2 separate regions of the Macaca fascicularis genome follow, and region 1 is linked to region 2. A link is a contact called in public Hi-C data. All regions are on one chromosome and are shown on one strand. Each heading gives the region's core, a stretch centred on a gene start, on an enhancer-like site or on the middle of the called end of the contact. The rest is flanking DNA. Distances are from core to core; before and after follow the strand shown.

What was found. A called contact is a pair of places that touch in the nucleus more often than the background predicts.
Region 1: a contact with region 2 is called in a Hi-C map of liver, with 3 times the contacts expected there. The contact joins the promoter of MAN1C1 here to the promoter of SELENON in region 2. A contact is called at or near these places in 2 of 2 Hi-C or Micro-C datasets (liver and skeletal muscle).

The regions. Positions count from the first base shown.
Region 1 is chr1:209,542,695-209,548,857 of T2T-MFA8v1.1, reverse strand. It overlaps MAN1C1 (mannosidase alpha class 1C member 1), which reads left to right and starts at 3,659. Exons shown (of 13, transcript XM_065527407.2): 1 at 3,659-5,161. The coding sequence starts at 4,622.
Region 2 is chr1:209,349,580-209,356,339 of T2T-MFA8v1.1, reverse strand. It overlaps SELENON (selenoprotein N), which reads left to right and starts at 5,078. Exons shown (of 11, transcript XM_074016310.1): 1 at 5,078-5,293; 2 at 5,923-6,040. The coding sequence starts at 5,111. It overlaps MAN1C1 (mannosidase alpha class 1C member 1), which reads left to right. Exons shown (of 13, transcript XM_065527407.2): 13 at 2,670-2,777.

The DNA of each region.
Region 1 (6,163 bases), core at 2,410-4,909, 190 kb before region 2:
CAAAAAGCACATAGATTCTGTGATTAGATGGGCCTGATTTCCCCTCATATTTGCCCTATGTGGCTTTGGACAAGTCACGTCACACCCTGAGTCTCAATTTCCCCATCTGCTAAACTGGGTTCTTGAGACCTACCTCAGAGAGGGCTGTTGTGAGGGTAAGACAGGATGTGAGTGAAGCACTAACACTGGTGCCTGGGGGTTCCCTTCCTGATGGGCCAGATTGGTCTGTGTTTGTTGCCTTTTAGACAAGAAGTTCCATGAAGGCAGGCTTCACGTCTGTGACAGGGCTGTATCCCCTGCCTCTCTGTACCTGGCACATAGCAGGTGTTCAATAAGTAGTTTTTTACTGAATGAATTAATCGATAGTAACAAGGGACCATGCTTTGCTCACCTTTGTGTCCAAAACTAGTGCAATATCTTGCATCTAATTTGAATAAAGATTTGTTGACAGAATAAATAGATTTTTAGAAATGGCTGTTTCTGTTCTCAGTTCCGTTTGAATTTCTGAATTAAACTGAGAAAGATACTGTGAAGGTTAATTTTGTGTGTCAATTTGACTGGGCTAAGGGATGCTTACATAGCTGATAAAACATCACTTCTGGGTGTGTCTGTAAGGGAATTTCTGGAAGAGATTAGTAATTTAATCAGTAAATTGAGTAAAGAAGATCTGCCCTTACCAATGTGGATGGTCAGTATCCAATCCACCGATGGCCCAAACAGAACAAAAAGGAAGAGGAATGGCAAATTCATGCTCTGTGCTTGAGCTGGAACATCCATCTTCTCCTGTTCTTGGACGTCAGCTCTCCTGGTTCTCGGGTCTTCAGACTCAGACTGGTATTTACACTATCAGGCCTCCTAGCTTGGACTGGAACTACACCACCAGTTTTTTAGACCTCCAGATTGCAGACGGCAGACTGTGGAACTTCTCAGCCTTCCATAATCACAGAAGTCAATCTCTCATAATAAATCTCTTTTTATATATCTATATATAGCCTATTGGTTCTGTTGTTCTGGAGAACTCTAATATAGATACTTATAACTCATCCCAAGTCTCCTTGGTATTCTTATCTGTAAAATGGGGCTGTTAATAATTATCTACCACAAAGATTATTCTGGAAAGTAAATGAGACAATATGTATTTGGCACATAGAAAATGTTAGTTCACTGTTGTTCCATTCCCTGAGCCTCAGTTTCCACATCTGTGAAATGGGCATCTACTCACTCATTTCTTCATTCATTTACTGAGCAAACGCAGTGCCCATGTGGAAGGCATTGTGATTAAGACCTGGGCAGTTAGATAAGTTAGAGAGTTAGAGAAGTAAGCAAGCCATGGTGAAGAACGGAGCACCTGCTTTGGGAAAGCACGCCAATAGTCACAAGTCAGTGGGAGAAGAGCCACGGGATGTATGAGGTCTCTGGGGGCTAGAGGTGTGGGGCAAGGGGACACCCAGGGTTTCAGAAAGCTTTTTAGAGAGAGACTGGTATCTCCCTAGCAAGTGATGGTATCAACAACTTGGTGTGATCACCAACATCACATCACTTTGAAATGGAGTTACCTGCTGGGGCCTCTAGTTTTCGTAGCCTGAGTTTGAAAGGCACGTCAGTCTTGCTGCAGTCCCACTTTCTACCCTGGCTCACGGAGCATAGCAGAGTTTGGTCAGTGTCATATCACAGTGAGCATCTAGTTCAAACAGACATTTCCTTCTGAGATTCAGCTCTGCTCTTCTCCCTTCCTGGATCCTACCTTCACAGGGGACTGAACAGTGATTCCCCTACACTCTCAATGAGGAACAATGCAGATGACGACTCTAATGAATGCTGGCTCCCTGCCTGGTTCTCCAAACACATGGCTGCCCTTTCCTGCACTGAGACCCAGTGAGACGATGCTTGGGTGTTGGCGACATGGGTGAGGCCAGGCCAGGTCTCTGGGCTCCTGCACCCAAAAGGGTCACATGCTTATCTCTGACATGCACAGCTGGTTCCACATCAACCTGCCAACCAAACTCACCAGAGATTGAAATATCTGAATTAGAATTTTATATTTAAGCTGCGTGTATTTGTGGGATTGGGAAGGATTAGTCATCTCCAGTGACCAAAATGTTTGCACCTGTTACCCCACTTTCATTTTCAGTTGAGAGAAAGTTGCATGCCAGGGATATTTAAACATCGAGGGTGGGTCTGCTGTCAGTTGTCTGGCCAGAGGTAGAAGGATGACTGAGTCCCAGCCGCCCATCCGCATCAGACCTCAGGGAAGAAGCAAGATTTACGAGGAGAGAGCCTGCCTGGCCCCCTTCTTCTGTTGGGAAAGGCTTCCCTGCAGTATTTTCTGTCTCGTCAACGCTGCATTTCATTTTAAATGGCAGTTGAAAGTAGATATTTTCCCTCTTGCCTATTACAAACCTCTTAATTTGTCTCTCCCTCTGCTGTTGTCTCTATAAAGTGTTTTGCATGAAAGACCCACACAGCACAATGTTGCTTCACCCTGGGTTAGGTTTAACAGGAAGGGAAGATGCAGAGACTAAGTCCAAGGAGGAAGGTGTGACGGCCTTGCGGTTGAGGACACGCGTGTCTGGGAGTTGATGCCCGGCTGTTTTTGGAGGTATCTGTTGCCTGAATGTGGGTATGCGGGTGCACATGTCCATGTTTGTGCTAATTTGCATATATGTCTATGCATACTGTGGTATAATCACTTGGGTGTCCATACCCAAATTAAGTGTATGTTTGAGTGCATGTACACACCCACATGCCAGTCTCTGTGTGCATATGGATCTATGCCCAGACGCACACATGTGCATATAAACACACGTAGGCATCAAGGTACACGTCCGTCACATGATGTGTGTGGTCTACTGTAGACACGCTCGGGGCGCTCTTCCTTTCGCTGCTTCTCAAGGCTGCGGTCAGGCTCCCTCCCTGCTCCACCCAGGGGCCCTGGCCCCGTTTAGGGTTGTAGGAAAAGGAAGGCACGCAGTGGTCTGCGGGGGGTTAGTGGAAACACCGCCTCCGCCGACCCCGCCGCGGTCACAGCTCTCTGGCTTGGCTCCAGCCACGAACAGCATCGCCGCGGCTCGGCGTTAGCGCTGAGAAGCCCGGGGCAGCCGCCAGGGCGCGGGCTGCCAGCTCCCTGACAACCCCGGACTGACACTGGGGGGCGAGAGAGGTCACCCAGCGACGGGCACAGCCCTCCAGAGCAGCACTGTCTCCGGCCCGCTTCCGGGGGCCACCAACCCGAGCCTCGCGGGCGGGTTGAGGGGTGGTCTCGGTCGCTCGGGGTCCAGCGAAGACTGGGCAGTAACCAATAGGCGACTGTGGCCCAACGGGGATCCCTCGGATGCAGCCAATGCCCTCGCTGAGCTCTCCGCCCCCGCCCTCGCCAGCCCCCCGCCGCTGGACCATTGGCGCCGGCGGGATCGGGGGTGCGCGCGACGCCGGCCTTTCGGGGAGGGCGGGGCTTGGAGCCGGGCTGCGCTCCCGCCCGCGCTCTGCCTCTGCCCCGCCCCCGGACGCGCAGCCCTCAGCCCCTCTGCGGCGCGGCGGCGGCGGGAGGGGGCGCGGGGCGCGCGCGTGGGCGTGGCCGGCGGGCGTGGCTGGCGAGCGGCAGGAGGCGGGGCGGCGAGCGCTGTCGCAGTGAAAGCCGGAGCGGCGGCGGCGGCGGCGGGGACGGCGGCGGAGGCTGCCCGGCGGCTGTGCGCGCGTGTGGGGCGCAGGCTCGGCGGCGGCGGCCCGTCTGGAGCGGTCGCTGCGAGGACGACAGCTGCAGCGGGGGAGGCGCGGCCGGGGCTGCGCGCTCCGCGGAGCCGGCGGGGCCGGGAACAGGTGATCCCAGCGGGAGCCCCGCGCCCTACCGAGTTGGAGGGGCGGGAGCCCGCGCTCCCGGGCGCAGCTGCAGCCGCTCAGCCGCGGCTCCGGACTCGGGCATCCCTGCGCTCTCGGGGGTCCGGGGAAGCCCCCTACCCCCGCAGGCTCGGAAGTGCCTTCTCCTGCTCCCTGGCCGCTCCCGGCGCCCGCTCGGCGGCGGAGAAAGTTGTGGACGTGTCCCGATAGTCGAACCGGGCGCTGTCGCGACCGGGCTGGGTGTGCGCGCGCTCGGGGCGGCGCTGACACGCCAGCCCCCCATCACCTCGGTCCCCTCCGGAAACTGCTTCTGAAGCTGAAACTTTGGGCGCCGACCAGCGCAGGCGGGAGCCCGGGGGGCGGAGGGCGGCTCGGTGCGGGCCTGCGGGCGCCCCTCGGCGCGGACAGCCGGGACGCCGCGGACGGCATGTGACGGCCCCGGAGGCCGCAGCGCGGGAAGGCGCGGGCCCCGGCGCGGCGGGGAGGGCTCGGCCGGAGGGGAGGCTGCGGCGCGCGGCCGGTCGCTGCGGGCCCGGGCCCCGAGCCGTGCCGCTCCGCTCGCCCGGGCCCCGCCGAGGCCGCTGCGCCCCCGCCTCCTCGCGGGAGGACTCACTCCAAACTCCCTGAACTTCGGGGACAGTCCCCCGAAGCGGCGAAACTCTCAGGGTTGGCAGCCCTGCCCAGGGATCCCCATCCCGGGCGGCGCTCCGGACGCCCTCTCCTCACCGCGGCCCCGCAGACACGTGCCTGGACTCCGAGGGCCTCTGGAGCCCCCGGCCCGGCCAAGATGCTCATGAGGAAAGTGCCCGGCTTCGTCCCGGCCTCCCCGTGGGGGCTGCGGCTGCCGCAGAAGTTCCTCTTCCTCCTCTTCCTCTCGGGCCTCGTCACCCTGTGCTTCGGGGCCCTCTTCCTGCTGCCCCACTCCTCTCGCCTCAAGCGCCTCTTCCTGGCCCCCCGGACCCAGCAGCCTGGCCTGGAGGTGGTGGCCGAAATCGCCGGCCATGCCCCAGCCCGCGAGCAGGAGCCGCCTCCCAACCCGGCCCCTGCCGCGCCGGCCCCGGGCGAGGATGACCCCAGCAGCCGGGCCAGTCCCCGCCGCAGGAAAGGGGGGCTGCGGCGCACCCGCCCCACCGGGCCCCGCGAGGAGGCCACGGCGGCCCGGGGCAATAGCATCCCGGCCTCCAGGCCCGGGGACGAGGGCGTCTCTTTCCACTTTGACTTCAACGCATTCCGGAGCCGCCTCCGCCACCCGGTCCTGGGAATGAGGGCGGATGAGAGTCAGGAGCCCCAGAGCCGAGTGCGAGCCCAGCGGGAGAAAGTCAAGGAGGTATGAACTCAGCCCCCACAATTCTTCCCACCAATTGCCCCCACTAAGGAGAAGATCCTCTTTCCCTTGCCTCAGTCACTCCTGGTCCCGGTGCTCCCACCCCTTTCCCTTGCCTCAGTCACTCCTGGTCCCGGGTCTACTTATGGCCCTGCAGACTACACTTTGCACCTTCCCCTTTCCTCCCAAGTGTCCCACCTTCTCTCCTCCCTACACAGTTTCCCACCACTCGGGTCAGTGAATCGTCCCCACCGTGACAGATGGCAACTGAACCCCTAGACCAACTGCCCCCTCACTCCCAGACTCTGGTCTGTCCTGTCCAACCTCCAGCCCCAGTGAGCCCCACTCCTTCCCTTTGCGGAGTTGCTAATGAGAGAGGAGTTCAGGTTTCTTAGTGCACCCGCTGTTTGCATTTATGGACACAGAGTCACTGGTTCCATTCTTTTTCACTGTGTAATCTTAAGTCCAAAACCCCTGTAGGACCTGCTTACCTGAAAACCCAGGATTTAAGGGGATATTTGGTGTCCTGCAAATATTTTGTAATCTAGTAAGCAACCTACAAACCAGAGGATATTGTGCATTCTGTTTCTATTGAGCTTTGGAACAATTGTACACGATTGTACATAATTGCATGTGATGCAGGAAGAGATGATAAAGCAGTGGTCATGTTACGGAAGCTCCGAGGTTATTGGCTTAATGAAGCAGGTCTTGAGCTGGTTCCCTGTAGGGATTGTACGAGGAGGGATTTAGAAGGATCACTTTAAGTCTGAATCTTAGTTTAAGAAATCAGAAGCAAACACAAGCCTCACAAGGCTTGAAGACAGTTGCCAGTTTGCTACTGCTGACTAAATATTCTGCTGGACCACTGTTAGAACTGCCTGCGTGCGGATGGTGCCCAGCAATGCAGAGGGGGCTGCAGTGACACCCCCAGGCCACGAGGGGGCCGTGGGCAAGCTGTGGGCCAGGGTCTCCTCCGTAGATGCTCTCCTCCCTAGATGCTCTCCC
Region 2 (6,760 bases), core at 3,829-6,328:
GTTGTGCAAGCATCATTATTATCTAATTTTAGAACATTTTATCACCCCAGAAGAAACCCTGTACCCATTAGCAGTCACTCCCCAGCCTCCTCCTACCCGTCTCCCACTGTAGCCCCAGGCAACTGCTAATCTAGTTTCTGTCTCTCTGGATCTGTGGATTCTGGACATTTCACTGAATGAATCACACATTCATTGTCTTTGTGTTTGGCTTTTTCCACTCAGCTTAAGGTTTATAAGGTTTATTATTGCCAGCTAATACCTATCAAATGGATACACCGCACTGCTTATCCATTCATTGATGGAAATTTGGGTTGTTTCTGCATCTGGGCTATCAGAAAGGGCTTTTAAAAAACAAGTCACCAGCCGGGTGTGGTGGCTCACTCCTATAATCCCAGCACTTTGGGAGGCCGAGGTGGGCGGATCACTTGAGGTCAGGAGTTTGAGACCAACTTGGCCAATATGGTGAAACCCTGTCTCTACTAAAAATACAAAATGTAGCCAGGCGTGGTGACGCACGCCTGTAATCCCAGCTACTCTGGAGGCTGAGGCAGGAGAACTGCTTGAATCCGGGAGGCGGAGGTTGCAGTGAGCCGAGATCACGCCACTGCACTCCACCCTGAGTAACAAGAGCAAGACTCCATCTCAAAAACAAACAAACAAACAAAAAACCAAGTTACACATTGTCACCCCCCTGCTTAAAACCTTATAATGGGGCCGGGCGCGGTGGCTCACGCCTGTAATCCCAGCACTTTGGGAGGCCGAGGCAGGTGGATCGCGAGGTCAGGAGATCGAGACTATCCTGGCTAACATGGTGAAACCCTGTCTCTATTAAAAATACAAAAAAATTAGCCAGGCATGGTGGCACACGCCTGTAATCCCAGCTAATTGGGAGGCTGAGGCAGGAGAATTGCTTGATCCCAGAAGGTGGAAGTTGCAGTGAGCCAAGATCGTGCCACTGCATTCCAGCCTGGGTGATAGAGCGAGACTCTGTCTCAAAAAAAAAAAAAAAAAAAACCTTATAATGGTTTCACATCATATCTAGAATGAAGTTTGGCCAAGTGCCGTGGCTCACACCTGTGGTCCCAGCTACTGGAGAGGCTGGGGTGGGAGGATGCCTTGAGCCCAGAAGTTCAAGGTTGCAGTGAACTGAGTGAGATCATGCCACTGCGCTGCAGCCTGGGTGACAGAGCGAGACCCTCTCTCAATAAATAAATAAATTGAATGAAGTTTGTTGCCATGGCCTGCAAGATTCCGATGTCCTGCACCAGTCTCTGTCACCAAGCTTTTCTCTCCCCATGACTCACTCTGCCTTCTGTGTGTCTCCTGGACATGCCAAGCTTGTTTCCACCCCAGGCCTTTGCACTGGCTCTCCCCTCTTCTCTGTGCCTGGGATGCGCCTTCCTCAATTCTTCTCATAGCTGGCTGCTTCTTCACATTCCAGGACCAGTGTACATGTCACCTCCCAGCTACACTGCTCATGCCTGCCCATGGCACTGTGCCACAGTGCTCTGTCTCACTCCTTCACATTTACCTTTCTCTGAAATTACCTTGTGTGTCTGTCATTTCCTTCCTCTGAGTAGAATATTCAGCCCCCAGAGAGGAAGTGCCTTGCCCGTCTTCTATCCTACTGTGTTCCCAGGGCTGCGAACAGTCCCTCACACATAGCAGGTACTTAGTTTGCGGAGAGGGCCACGTGGTCCAGGCATGCTTAAGCAACTCCTGCAGTGGCACCAGACGCCTGTTTCCCCCAAGTGATCCTTTGTTCTCAAACGCTGGTCCTATTATTGGCTGCCAAGATGTTAAGGTTGGGTTTGGGGGAAATCACCTGCCTCTCTAGGGTCCCAGATGAAAAGGAGAAAAAAAAAAAAAAAACAGAGCCAAATGGCCCTCTCCCTGGCGAAACTGGAGTGGAAAATCCTAATTTGATCTGATTCCCTGGAGTGCAGCAGCACCCCCTGCAGGAAGTAAACCCTGGTGAGTTTACCCCAAAGAGACGGGAAGCAGAAGAGAGGATGCTACTAGGAGGCCGGCAGGGGTGTGTGTGTGTGTCTGTGTGTGTCTGTGTGTATGTATGAGACAGAGAAAGAGAGACAGAGACAGAGACCAGGGGGTTCGAGGCAGTGACCCTGCCCCTGCTTAACGTGTGGCTGCACGCAGGTCAGGCTCCCTCCTCTTCTGGTGGGTGGATGGAGTGGCCTGGAGTGCTTACACCGACACCCTGTGCGCAGGAGGTGGGTGTGGAAATCTGTGGTCCTCTGCCCCCAGGCGGAAGCTGGGACGCAGTAGGGAGTCTGAAGGGTGCTGCAGTGGCCGAATGTCCCTCTCTTCTGATGCCTCCACACTGTCTCAGTGGTAAAGTCCAGGCTTTTCCACAAGCGGACCAGAGCTCCAGCCCAATCTTCCTGCCTCCTCCTTCCTCTTCACATTCCCCTCCGGGTCCCTCTGCTCAAATCCACTGGACTATGTTCTCGAGACGCTATGGATACTCCATCGGGTTTCACACCCCTGGGCCTTCGCCTCTGCTGTTCTCACCCTCTGGAATGATCTTCCTGGGTGCTATGCCTGGTGATCTCCTGAAGTCAAGGTCTGGCCAGACCTCTGCTCTGGGAAGCCTCTTCTGGGCTCTCCTGATAGTCCCGGGGACCCTCCTCTGTGCACACCCCTTTCAGAGCCCCCCTCGAGAGGAGGGTTGCAGTATCCATCGACTCATCTGGAAGAGCAGACTGTTTTGTTTCCGATGGACGCCAAATCCCCAGGACATGGCATAGTAGTCCTTCAATACACGTGTTGGAAGGATGAATGAACGAGTGCCCACTAACCTCCGAGACCCTCGTGGATGTGGCCGGTGCGTCACTCACCTCGCTGTGGTTCCCATTGGCTGCCAGTTTGCACGTGCCACCCTTGCCCACTGGGAGGCAACAGCGAGGTGCCAAAGAGATCCTGCAGGGCTGCCCCGGCCAGAACCGCCCACTAGGCCCTATCTCTCAAGGCCTTGCCCTGCCCGGGATCTTGGTTTGGGACAAGCCCTTCTGGGAAGGGCACCCTCCAGTGGGAAATCAGCGCTGCTCCACTGCCAGTCCCAGAGCTGACATCTCCCAGAGCTGACATCTCCCAGAGCTGACATCTCCCAGAGCTGACATCTCCCAGAGCTGGGCCCAACATTGATCCTTTTCCCAGAGGCACACTGATCTGACCTCAGTGTCATAAACCCAACCCCACTATATGCCTTCCTGAGCTTCTAGAATCATCCCCCAAGTCCCACAAGCCCCAGCAGCCCATTTCTTCAGCGCTGGGCAGCAGAGACCAGTAGGGTATCTGTATCTTTAAGAAAAAGCAAGCATAATAAATAAAAGTTATCTGGGAAAGAAAACTTCCTTTGTTGATTTTCCAGAAGCTTTAGCTCATCAATCTTCCCCTCCTAACCTGCTTTGTGCTCGGCTAGTTTTGCTTCCCATAGAATGGAATTTGGTTTTCTAGTAGCATCTGTCATATGCAGGGTGTCCCCAAACAGTAGCAATAATGAGTTGAAAGTGGCACAGTTGGAAGCCTTCAGAAGCCAACGCCAGATGTCAGGCCCTTAGTGGGCCCCTCTAAGGATACTGGGGCCAGAGCACAGGGCAAGGGTTGGGTCGGGCCCACAACTCTGGAAGGTCCCTGGGAGTCATTCATCTGACAGACACTGAGGAGTGCCCACCATGTGCCACGCCCTGCATGGGCACTGGGAAGGCCTCACCTGGCGCTGCCATGGCTGGCTACCAAAGAACAGAATGGGCAGTGGAGGCAGGACCCCACCCCCAACTCAGTTGACTGGGCCATCCCCTGGGAAGCCCGGGAGGCAGGATGGCAGATTTGGACCCAGGTAGACCTGGGTGCCAGAGCTCAGGCTTCTTCATTTGAAAACCAGGCAAGCAGCCTCTGCCTCACAAGGTGGCTTGAGAACAGAGTGAGAGTGTAAATCACCCCGCCCCAAGTCCAGCACATGGGCGGAGCTCAGCATCCTTTGGATCCCTCAGGCCTAACAAGTGCCCCTGCGCTGGAGGGCTGGTGGGGCTCCGCAAGGGCAGGCACTGCTCACCTCTGGGCTTAGAGTTCTTGCCTAGAGGCTTCTGTAGCTGCCACCCTTGTCTGAGAAAATGCAGGTAGAGCCACCCGGGGCAACTGGGGGCTTTGAAAGAATGGAAGAGAGCCCCAAGGAACCAAGGCTCCTGGGGATTGACAGGCATTAAAATATGTCCTCAACTCCACCCACCTCTATTTCCAAGGCTCTCCTCCAAGCATGCCACGTGCTGTTCTCCAGAAAAGCCAGGGCCTCTGGTAGCTCCAGCTGCTGAGGGGCTACAGCCTCGCCTTCCCCTCACCAGGCCAGAGCTCGGAGGGTGGGGGTCGGGGAGCTCTTTTACCTCCTTGCTGGAGATGAGGAAATTTGGGCCCAGAGAAGTGCAAGTTCAGAGCAGCACCTGCTATGCCTGGAACAAGGCCAATCCCCATAACCCATGCATCTGCGGAGGTGGCCCCCCAACTGCACATGAGGGGAACACGGGCTGGGCTTGCTTTTTAATTTGTCTTGCTGTAGATGACAGAGGAACTTTTAGAAAACTTGTAGGTAAGGATGGACGGATGCCCCTCAGCAGTCTCTGGCCTCGTACACGGCTGCCAGCAGAGGTGGACACGAGGCCTCAGTGGCCCTCGACGCCCCTTCTCCAGGAGAGCACAGGGTGTGTGACTTCTCCCCAGCCTCTGGCCCCAGTCCCTTCTTTGTCCCAGTCCCCTGCCTGCAATCGCTCTCCGGGTTGGGCCAGGCAAGTGGGCCGCAGAGGCCTGGCTTAGCTTTGGGAACGGAAGCATAGGAAGGGGCGCGGAGAGGCAGGAAGCGGCCTGGGGAGGCTGGGGTGGTCGCGACTACAGACCCTACCGCATAGACGCGCTCAGCCCCTCTGGGCGCTCCGGTGTAGCCAACCCCGCCCTGGGTGCGGACCGTGCCGCGAAGCCGGGACCCAGCGACCCCCGCACGGTCCCTGCCACCGCCCCGCCCCGCCCCGGCCGCCCCGCCCCCGGCCCCGCCCCGCTCCTTCGCGTCGGGGGCCGCCCGCAGCTGCCGCCAGCCGCAGCCATGGGCCGGGCCCGGCCGGGCCAACCCGGGTCGCCGAGCCCCGGCCCCGCCGCGCAGCCTCCCGCGCCACCGCGCCGCCGCGCCCGCTCCCTGGCGCTGCTCGGAGCCCTGCTGGCCGCCGCCGCCGCCGCCGCCGTCCGAGTCTGCGCCCGCCACGCCGAGGCCCAGGCGGCCGCGCGGCAGGTCCGGGCCCGAGCAGGCCGGGGCGGGGGCGCGGGAGCGGGGACTGAAGGGCCGAGCCTCGGCAGCAGGGGGAACATGGGCAGGGACGAGTCGGGGGAGGCGGGGGGCGGAGGGGGACCGGATGGGGGGAGCACGAGAAGGAGGGGACACGGGAGGCGGGTGGGGGAGCCTGGGGCCGGACTGATGGGGAGGAGGCGAACGGAGATCACTGTAGAGCTGGGACAGACTGGAGGGGTCTGTCCAGAGGGGTGACCTGGACACAGTGAAGCTGGGACCCACAGAGTCTGCAAGGGGCACTGGGGAGCCCTGGGACAGTGAGGAGGGGACACAGGAGAGGACAGAAGGTGCAGGAGGAACAGGGCCAAGCAGCCAGGACCAGGCCTAAGGCGGGCTGGGGACAAATTGGGAGGGGCAGTCGGACCAAACAGTGGATAAGCAGGGACCAGGAGGGACTGGAGGCTCTGGGGGCAGTTCAGAGGCGACATTTGCACAGATGGACCGGGAGGCCCTGGGAGGACTCAGGAAGATGGTGGGAGGAGGGGCTCCCACCATCCGGAAGCAACTGCTTGTTGGGGACCAGGAGACGAGGCCACCAACTGGTGCCCAACCCAGTCTCTCCTCCCAAGCAGGAATCAGCGCTGAAGACCCTGGGGACAGATGGCCTTTTTCTCTTTTCCTCCTTGGACACTGACGGGGATATGTACATCAGCCCTGAGGAGTTCAAACCCATTGCTGAGAAGCTAACAGGTACCAGGAGAGGCTGGCGGCTGGGGAGGAGGGCGCCTTGGCCACGGTGTCTTCACTGAGCAGGAGGGGCTGTCTGGAGTGGAGGGAAGCCCCTGGGGTCTCAGAGGCCCTGGACTCCTCACAGCTCTGACACTTTGTAGGTGGAGGCTTGGACTAGCTGCCCCTCAACCCCTGAGCCTGTTTTTCTCAGACTTGTGAACAATAATACCAGTTAACATTCTTTGGTCTGCGAGGTGGCTTACACCTATAATCCCAACACTTTGGGAGACAGAAGGATTGCTTGAGCCCAGGAGTTCAAGACCAGCCTGGCCAACATGGCAAAACCCCATCCCTACAAAAATACAGAAATTAGCCGGGTGTGGTGGCGCATGCCTGTAGTCCCAGCTACTTGGGAGGCTGAGGTGGGAGGATCACTTGAGGCCATGAGGCAGAGGTTGCAGTGAGTTGACATCACACCACTACACTCCAGCTTGGGTGACAGAGTGAGACCCTGTCTCAAAACAAACAAAGCAAAACCAAAAAAACAAAAAAAACATTCCTTGGCCACCTCCTCCGTGCCAGGCATTTAAGTGGTTCATGTGGGTTCTCTCTTTACACCTCACCGTAGCCCTGGGAGATGGACACTGTCATGATCCCCATGTTTAATAGTTTGAGAGACTAAGACACAGGCAGGCTCCCCAGTTTCCCAAGCTAGAAAGGTGGGGAGCCAGGGCTAGAACT